Linked DNA regions of Pan troglodytes: region 2 is linked to region 1. Evidence: chromatin contacts called from public Hi-C data. All regions are on one chromosome and are shown on one strand. Each heading gives the region's core, a stretch centred on a gene start, on an enhancer-like site or on the middle of the called end of the contact. The rest is flanking DNA. Distances are from core to core; before and after follow the strand shown. Region 1 holds the start of ELFN1 (extracellular leucine rich repeat and fibronectin type III domain containing 1). Region 2 overlaps MAD1L1 (mitotic arrest deficient 1 like 1).

Evidence for each region. Hi-C and Micro-C count contacts between places; a contact is called where the count stands out from the background.
Region 2: a Hi-C map of stem cell-derived neural progenitor cells shows a contact between it and region 1, with 2.0 times the contacts expected there. The contact joins the enhancer-like site here to the promoter of ELFN1 in region 1. A contact is called at or near these places in 1 of 7 Hi-C or Micro-C datasets (stem cell-derived neural progenitor cells) and 1 of 1 datasets of contacts at active chromatin or transcription factors (stem cell-derived excitatory neurons).

The regions. Positions count from the first base shown.
Region 1 is chr6:7,618,269-7,621,806 of NHGRI_mPanTro3-v2.0_pri, reverse strand. It overlaps ELFN1 (extracellular leucine rich repeat and fibronectin type III domain containing 1), which reads right to left and starts at 1,823. Exons shown (of 3, transcript XM_016957005.4): 1 at 1,595-1,823.
Region 2 is chr6:8,074,003-8,077,295 of NHGRI_mPanTro3-v2.0_pri, reverse strand. All of the region lies in intron 11 of MAD1L1 (mitotic arrest deficient 1 like 1), which reads left to right. Among named protein-coding and RNA genes, the nearest start is that of MAD1L1, 130 kb to the left of the region's middle. Within about 2 kb of position 1,540, at least 8 of the 24 cell types and tissues checked have an H3K27ac peak or open chromatin away from gene starts, as enhancers often do. A contact at or near this core is called in stem cell-derived neural progenitor cells, where this site is marked.

The DNA.
Region 1 (3,538 bases), core at 574-3,073:
TGAAGCTGGGAGGTTGGAACCTGGAGGGCGGCGGAGTCCCGGAGTTAACGGGGAGGGGGGCGGGGCCGGCGCTGGCCCTGGGGACAAAGATCCCCACGCTGCCTGCGGGCTGGGCTCTGCAGACACCGAGGCAGGAAGAAGGACTCCGTATTCCCCGTCCCCCAGATCCTCAAATCCATTCAGGCTCAGACCTGAGTGTCCAGGTGGGGTGGGGGAGACCGAACCCTCCTGGGCCCTCGAGGCGCGCGAAGGCGACGCTGAAGGGGGGACGCCGGGACGCTGCTTCCTCCCTGCACACGCCGCCCGAGCTGCATCCCTAAACGCTTGTTTAGGGAGCTTCGCGAGTCCCCCTTGCCCTCCACAACCCCCGAAGCTGCCCCCAGCGACCTCTCCCCGCCCTCAGATGGGGCCGCAGGGGCGGGCGAATGTGTTGCGCTCGCCGTGGGTTGGGAGGAAGGGCGCGGATTGTAGGAAGTCCCTGCTCCTCCCTGGGCAGTCTGGCCCCGGGGACTCGCGCTCAGCCCGCGGCGGAGGACTCGGTCGGGAATGGTGCTGAGATTGCGCGGGTACGGCCCAGGGCCGTGACCGGGTGGCCACCGTGCAGTTTGGGAAGAGAAAAAGTTCGGAGGGGGAGCCGACACCCCGAGATCGAAGAGGGAAAATGGGAGGAAAGCAGGCGGCAGGGAGGGAAGAGCGGCGGAAGAGGGACCAGGAGAGCTGGGGGTCCGCTCTGGGCCCCGGGGCCCCGCCCCACTCGGCAGCCCAGCCCAGCCCAGCCCCGCCGCGCCAGCTTCCCGGACCGGGAGAGGCTAGGGTCACCGACGCCTATTAATAGCCGCGAGCAGGTCCTTCCCGGGAGCTCCGCAGCGGCCGGCAGAGCCCAGCCACCGGCTGGGGTGGGGGCGGGGGTCCCGTAACACCCCCTCCGGAGGTTCAAGCGGCGCGGGGCGGGGCGCTGCGCCCCCCCACGCCGGCTTTGCGAAGTCGAGGCACCCACAGCCCACTCCCTCCCCACCTCCGACTCCGAGACCAGGTTTCAGATGAAGAGGGGTTCGTCTGTGGTTCAACTTGGGGCGCCGCGGCTACCCCAGCGCACTCGAAGGCGTGCCCAGCCCCCTCCCCCTCTTTCTGCCCAGCCGGCTTTTTGCTCTCAGCGCGCTCCGGAAAGTTTCGGGGTCCCCGCGGCGCCTCCCTAGCCCTAGGGGTCCGGAGTCCTGGCCCTTCCAGCCGCGGCGTCGGGGAGGGAAGTTTGTCCGGCCCAGGCTCGGCGGCCGCTAACTTCGGGTGCGCCCGCCTCCGAATCTGGGTGGGTGGATGGGGACGCCCGGGAGCCGCGGGCCCCGAGCGCCGCATCCAGAGCCCCGCGGGCGGGGAGACTCGGCCCTGGCGCGGACGCCGAGGTCAGGGCACCAGGGATGGGGTGGCCCGGGCTGCGAGAGCCGCTGGGGACCCTGCGCTGCCCCCCGCCGCCCCCCCCCCCAGAGAGCATCTTCTTCCCTGCCTCCTCTAGGGGCGGGGACCCTCCGATCCCGCAGCGGCGACAGAGGGGTCCCCCGGCCCCGGACAGCCCCCTGCCCCTCAGGCCCCTTCTTACCTGGGCCGGGGTGCGGGCCCCGGGCTGGAGGCACTGTCGCGGGCGAGCAGAGCGCGCGCACCCCGGTTCCCCGAGCGCGGCGGCGGCGGCGGCGGCGGCTTCCCCTCCTTCCTCCTCCTCTTCCTCCTCCGGGCTCGCTGGCTCCAGACAGGCCTCCTCCCACTCCCGCCCTGCCGGCCCCTCCCGGAGCCCGCCCGGCTGGACTCGGCCTGCGACCCGGAGCCCAGCGGAGCCGGCGGGAGCCAGGCTGCGGCGCTCACTGCGTCAAGCGCGGGGCGAGCGCGGGGCGGCGGCGGCGGCGGCGGCGGGGACCGCGCGCTCGGAGCCCGGGGCTGGCCGGGCAGGCGGGGGAGCGGCGGCTCCGGCTCCGGCTCGGGCTCGGGCGCGGGCGCGGGCGCAGTGGTGGCGGCCGCGGCAGCGCCGAGGTTGTAGCACATTCTTTCTGAGCGTGATGGAAGGTTTCATGTGGGAGAGCGCGCGGGGAGGGATGGGGAGGGGGCGGGGGCCGCGGCGGGGGCGACTGGAGGGGCGGGGGGCGGGGGGCGGGGTCGCTGCCCGCACGTCGGTGGGCTAGGGGGTGGCCGGAGGGGGGCTCCGTAGGGGAAGTTGGAGCCAGCCGCGGGGGCGGCGTGGGAAGCCGAGTGGCGGCCTCGCCCGCTCCTCCTGGCCCGCCCTGCTCGCCCCCTGCCCCCGCCCCAGGCCACCCAGAGGCTCCCAGGCTTTGGTTTGGAAGAGAAGCGTCCGAAGGTCTGGGGGGTCGGGACCCTGGTGGCGCTGGGAGGTGGGCACCTGGGTGCGGACACGGCTGTGCTCACAGGCGCCCGGCAACCTCGTGGAAGTTGACCCCAAGTCAGACCCTCTGTGAGCGCGCGCGTCCGCGAGGGCCAAAGCACAGCCCGCAGGACGCGCGTTTGCGGGGCGGGGGGAGAGCGGGGCACTTGGGGGCGGGGAGGTGGAGCGAGAGGGTGGTCGGGCCCCTGGCGGCCCCGCGTCCCCAGGGACTCGCCCTCCCCTAAGGTCGCCGACCCCTCCCTCCCTTCCCTCCCCGTTGCGCGTCGCCCCCCGCCTTTCGGCCGGGAGGAGGGGGAGGCGTGGGAGCGGCCCGGCGCCTTCCGATTCCCGGAAGGTTCGGTTTAGCGGATTTCCCTCTCCCTTCATGCGCCTCCGGAATCCCAGCGGATCCGAAATCGCTCCCTCGGGCTCTGAGCCGAGGGGTCCCCCGTCGCTCCCTGGTGGTCCCGAGCCCTCGCCGAGCGGTCTCACGGCTTCCCAGGGCGTCTCCCACTCCCACCCGCCCCTTCCCCAGCCTGCGGCTTTCGCGTGGGCTAAAAATTCCAAACCAGGCCCAAGAGCGCCCTCGCCCGGCTAAGCCCCCGCGCGCCGCTTCACAAACCGGCCGCGTGCGGAGCTGCGGAGCCCGGGACCCCCAGCACGCGCTGGGCGCGACACTCTGGACCCCGCTGCCAGCGCCGCGCCCCTCCGGCCGGGGAGCCCCACACCATCAAGAGGGCAGGGAGAGGGGAGGGGAGGGGACTGCTGGAGGGGAGGGGGCTGCTCCCCGGGTGTCTTTCCCGGAGGAGGTCCCGGGACAGGGGTGGGGGTGGCGCGGGAGGCCGCAGACAGCGCGCCCCGAGGATGGCCGGGCCGGGGATGGGCGCGCGGGGCTCCCGTCCGGACGTGGGTCCAACGGCCTCTCCGCAGCCCAGAAACTCCGTCCAGCCCGCGGGACGGCCGCCCGCCCTCCGACCCCGAGCCTCCCACACTTGTTCCTGCAGGACGGGGTTGGGGGGACTGAGACGGTGATTGAGGCCGGGGCATGGAGGAAGTGCCGCCGCCTGCTCCCGGGATTGCTGGACACGAAGGGTGGAGGCCAAGGACGGAGCCCCTGCCTGCGGCTGTCCAGCCCTTAGTCCTTGCGCGGGGGCGCCCAGACCTCCAGGGAAC
Region 2 (3,293 bases), core at 291-2,790, 460 kb before region 1:
GCTGGTGTTTCATTTTGAGTCTTTTTCATTCTGGTTGATTAAAAAAAACTATACAGCCTCATATGCCCTTCTGCTGTGCAGCTGCGCATTTTCACATGCCTGGGGCTGACTTGCAGCCCCACCACCCCAGACTCCCCTCCCTGGCCACCCCAGCATGCTTTCTGTCTGGTGATTTTGCCTTTTCCAGAACGTCATACAAATGTGGCATCTTTGGCTCATGGAGGTGCATTTGGGACTCACCGCGTGGCTGTGTGAATCGCAGCGCTGCTTTTCGTTGCTGAGTGATGCTCCAGGCACGGCTGCTCTGGGTCTTGTTTATTCGTTCACTGGTTGAAGGACATCTGTGTTGTTTCTGGGTTTGGTGAAATGGAGTAAAACTGCTGGAAATGTGGGCTTTGTATGATCTAAACTTTTACTTTTCCTTGAGCACATACTTAGGAGTGGGACTGCTGGATCCTGGCATCCTTTTAACTTCAGAAGACATTGCCATGTGGGTCTCCACTGCGGGAAGCATCCGGTGTGTGCGTTCGCGGTGTGTGCGTTCGCGGTGTGTGCGTTCGCGTTGTGTGCAGGTCCACTCCGCACAGGCCTGCTCGTGCTGGGCCACGCCAGGGTTTTGGGCTTAGCTGCCCCCACAGGGCTGCGTGGGCTGTGTGTTGCGTTTTCCAGTGTGCGGCTGCTGGCCCCAACCTGGCGTCAGCCAGTTGTTGTGGTGCTTTCTGCAGCCCCCAGCTGTGTTGGCTTGCACAGCCCTCTGGACTTGTGGTCATCACGGAGTTGTAGCCCCTTTTCCCCACCTGATTTCCCACGTATCGGGATCAAATCTAAGCTGGTTTCGTTTTGCTTCCTCTCAAGTCTTTTGTCTTTCCTCCCTTCCTCCTTTTTCATTGATCTCTGTTCTCCGGTGACTTTAGGGAAAGACTGTACCTCATTGATTCCCAGGCACGCTCCTTGACTAGAGCAGAGAGCAAGGGCTGAGCAGCCACGGTCTCGAAAGCTCCTTGCCGCCTGGGAGGCTTCCACGCCTGGGACCGGGGGCTGGGCAGCCAGCGTGCAGAGGTGGAGGGGTGCATGGAGGCGCCTGCGGGCTCTGAGGCCCGGCTTCCCGAGCCCCTCTAGTCTTCATCTGTGGGACGATCACACAGACCGCATGGTGTGGGGGGAGCGAGGGGCGGGCACAGTGGACGCTCAGTGTGTGTGCTCCTCCTCTCTCCCTGTTTCTTCTTTGTTCCTCTTGTCTTTAATTTACTTTTCGTCGGAGGACTTGGCTGCAGCGTGCCCTGTGGACTTGAGACTGAAGCTCTCTTCTGCTCTTTGTACCCTGCTGCTTCCTGATCCGTTCTTCCTCCCCTCACTTGTGTACAGGACTCGAGGGAGGGATGGGGTGAGAGCAGAGCAAGCCAGGGATGTAGTGAGCTTTGATTGGACAGGAAGGGTTTGCCCGCACCGTCAACTCCTCGGCTCTGCTGGGAAACTGTGTTTGAGGGAGATGGTGGGGTCTGAGCGCAGACGGCTGTTGTCCTGTGAGACGCAGAAAGCGCTTCTTATGGGCGTGCACCATGGAATTCCCTGCTCGGACCGCCCTGGGGGCAGGCGGTGAGTCTCGGTATAGAAGTAGCTTTTATTGATTGGTGAAGCCCGTCACAGATCCGAAAGCATCTTAATAGTCTGAAATGATGGCTCTTCAGCAAGAAAAATTTGATTTGGGACAAAAGGGAGACACTTGAGACCCAAAACGACTTGGCTGTGTTGAGGATGGGAAGGAGGCCTTCATCTGCCGCACGTCTGAGTCACTCCAGAGTTTTCTCCACTGCCAGTGTGAGTCAGAGCGAATCACTGTTGGGTTGTGACTTCAGAAGAAGTGAACTCTGTCTCAGGCTGTATTAATAGAAGTAGATGCTTCACAGGAAAGGAGGTGGCTGTGCGAGTCACAGCCCTGCGGGGTCTGATTTCCGCTTTGGGCATGGCTTCTGAGCCGGGACCTCGAGGCACCGAGGGAACAGGAGCAGCCGGGCAGCTGCTCGCTCAGTTGTGCCTGCTGTGTACCGAGGCGTGGGGCGTGGCGGCACGGCTGTGAGCGCACAGTCCAGCCACAGAAGGAGGCTTCAAGAATCTTTGCGGTGCTGCCATCTGGACATCTGTGTCATTGAAGCCACAGAAGGAGACTTCAAGAATCTTCGAGGTGCTGCCATCTGGACATCTGTGTCATTTTGATAACGTGTGTGAGATCAGTGGAGGGGAGCCTTAGGAAAATCAGCTGTGGTTTAATAAACTGAACTTCCCGCTGCTTTGAGCCGGAGCCTCCTGGACTGGAAAGGCGTGGGCCTCATGGCCACCTCCGGCCTGCGCAGCTGGGTCTGCACTCTCACAACTGTGCTGAGCCCACGCTTGTGCCCTTACTAGTGGCCTGACCTCTGCGCTGTGGAGAAGAAGGGTGGATATTGTCGCCAACTCTCAGACTTCTTGTGTGTGTTCAGAAAGTACCCAAACGGATTCAAAGGAATAATTAGCGTATCCTGTAAGATATGAATCTTAATTCCTAAATTACATATTTAGCAGATTGTCCAAAATAGCACTTGTAATGGCAACATTCAATTAGTTTAAAAAATGTATATTATTGCAACACTCGCCATGAGTTTTATTTAGAGGTTTCTAAATATAATGCTATAAAAACACAGAAGTGTTTAAAACTATTTAGACCCACACAGCCGCAGTGAGCTCTTGCTAAACTTCCTACGTTAACCAGCTCTTGACAGTCTTTGATTGTGGGGAAGTCTTCTGATGTAGTCCCTAAAGCTGACACGCCAGAGCATCTCGAGGCTGTTGGGGGCTGTTGCTGGGATCCTGAGGCCGCACACCTCCCTGCTATGAGTTCTGACGTTTACAGACATAGGAAGTGAGTTGAAATGACAGAGTCCTTGGGGCCCCACTCCTGAGTGTCCTCCTGGGGTTGGCGGGCGTGGGGCTCCCGCTGTGCTGGGTTCGGCTCCTGTGTTGCCGTGTTCCCTGCTGCTGCTGCAGCCGCTTCTCCTCACCTGATTGTGTGTGCGCCTCCAGTGCCCTCATGGGCTGCTTAAGGCAGGGACTGTCCATGTGGCCTGAAGAAGAAGCCGAGGCCCGGGGAAGTTGCATGAATTGACACCAGAGGGCTGGCCTCATTTCAGGAGGAGCAGAGCTCGGGTTTTCCGTCTAGGTGGGAGACGGGATGGTGATGGGCCCACAGGCAGGGCCTGTCCTCTGATGGGAATCCGAAGTTGGTGCGGAGGACCCAGAGCTGAGGGTGAGCAGCTCTG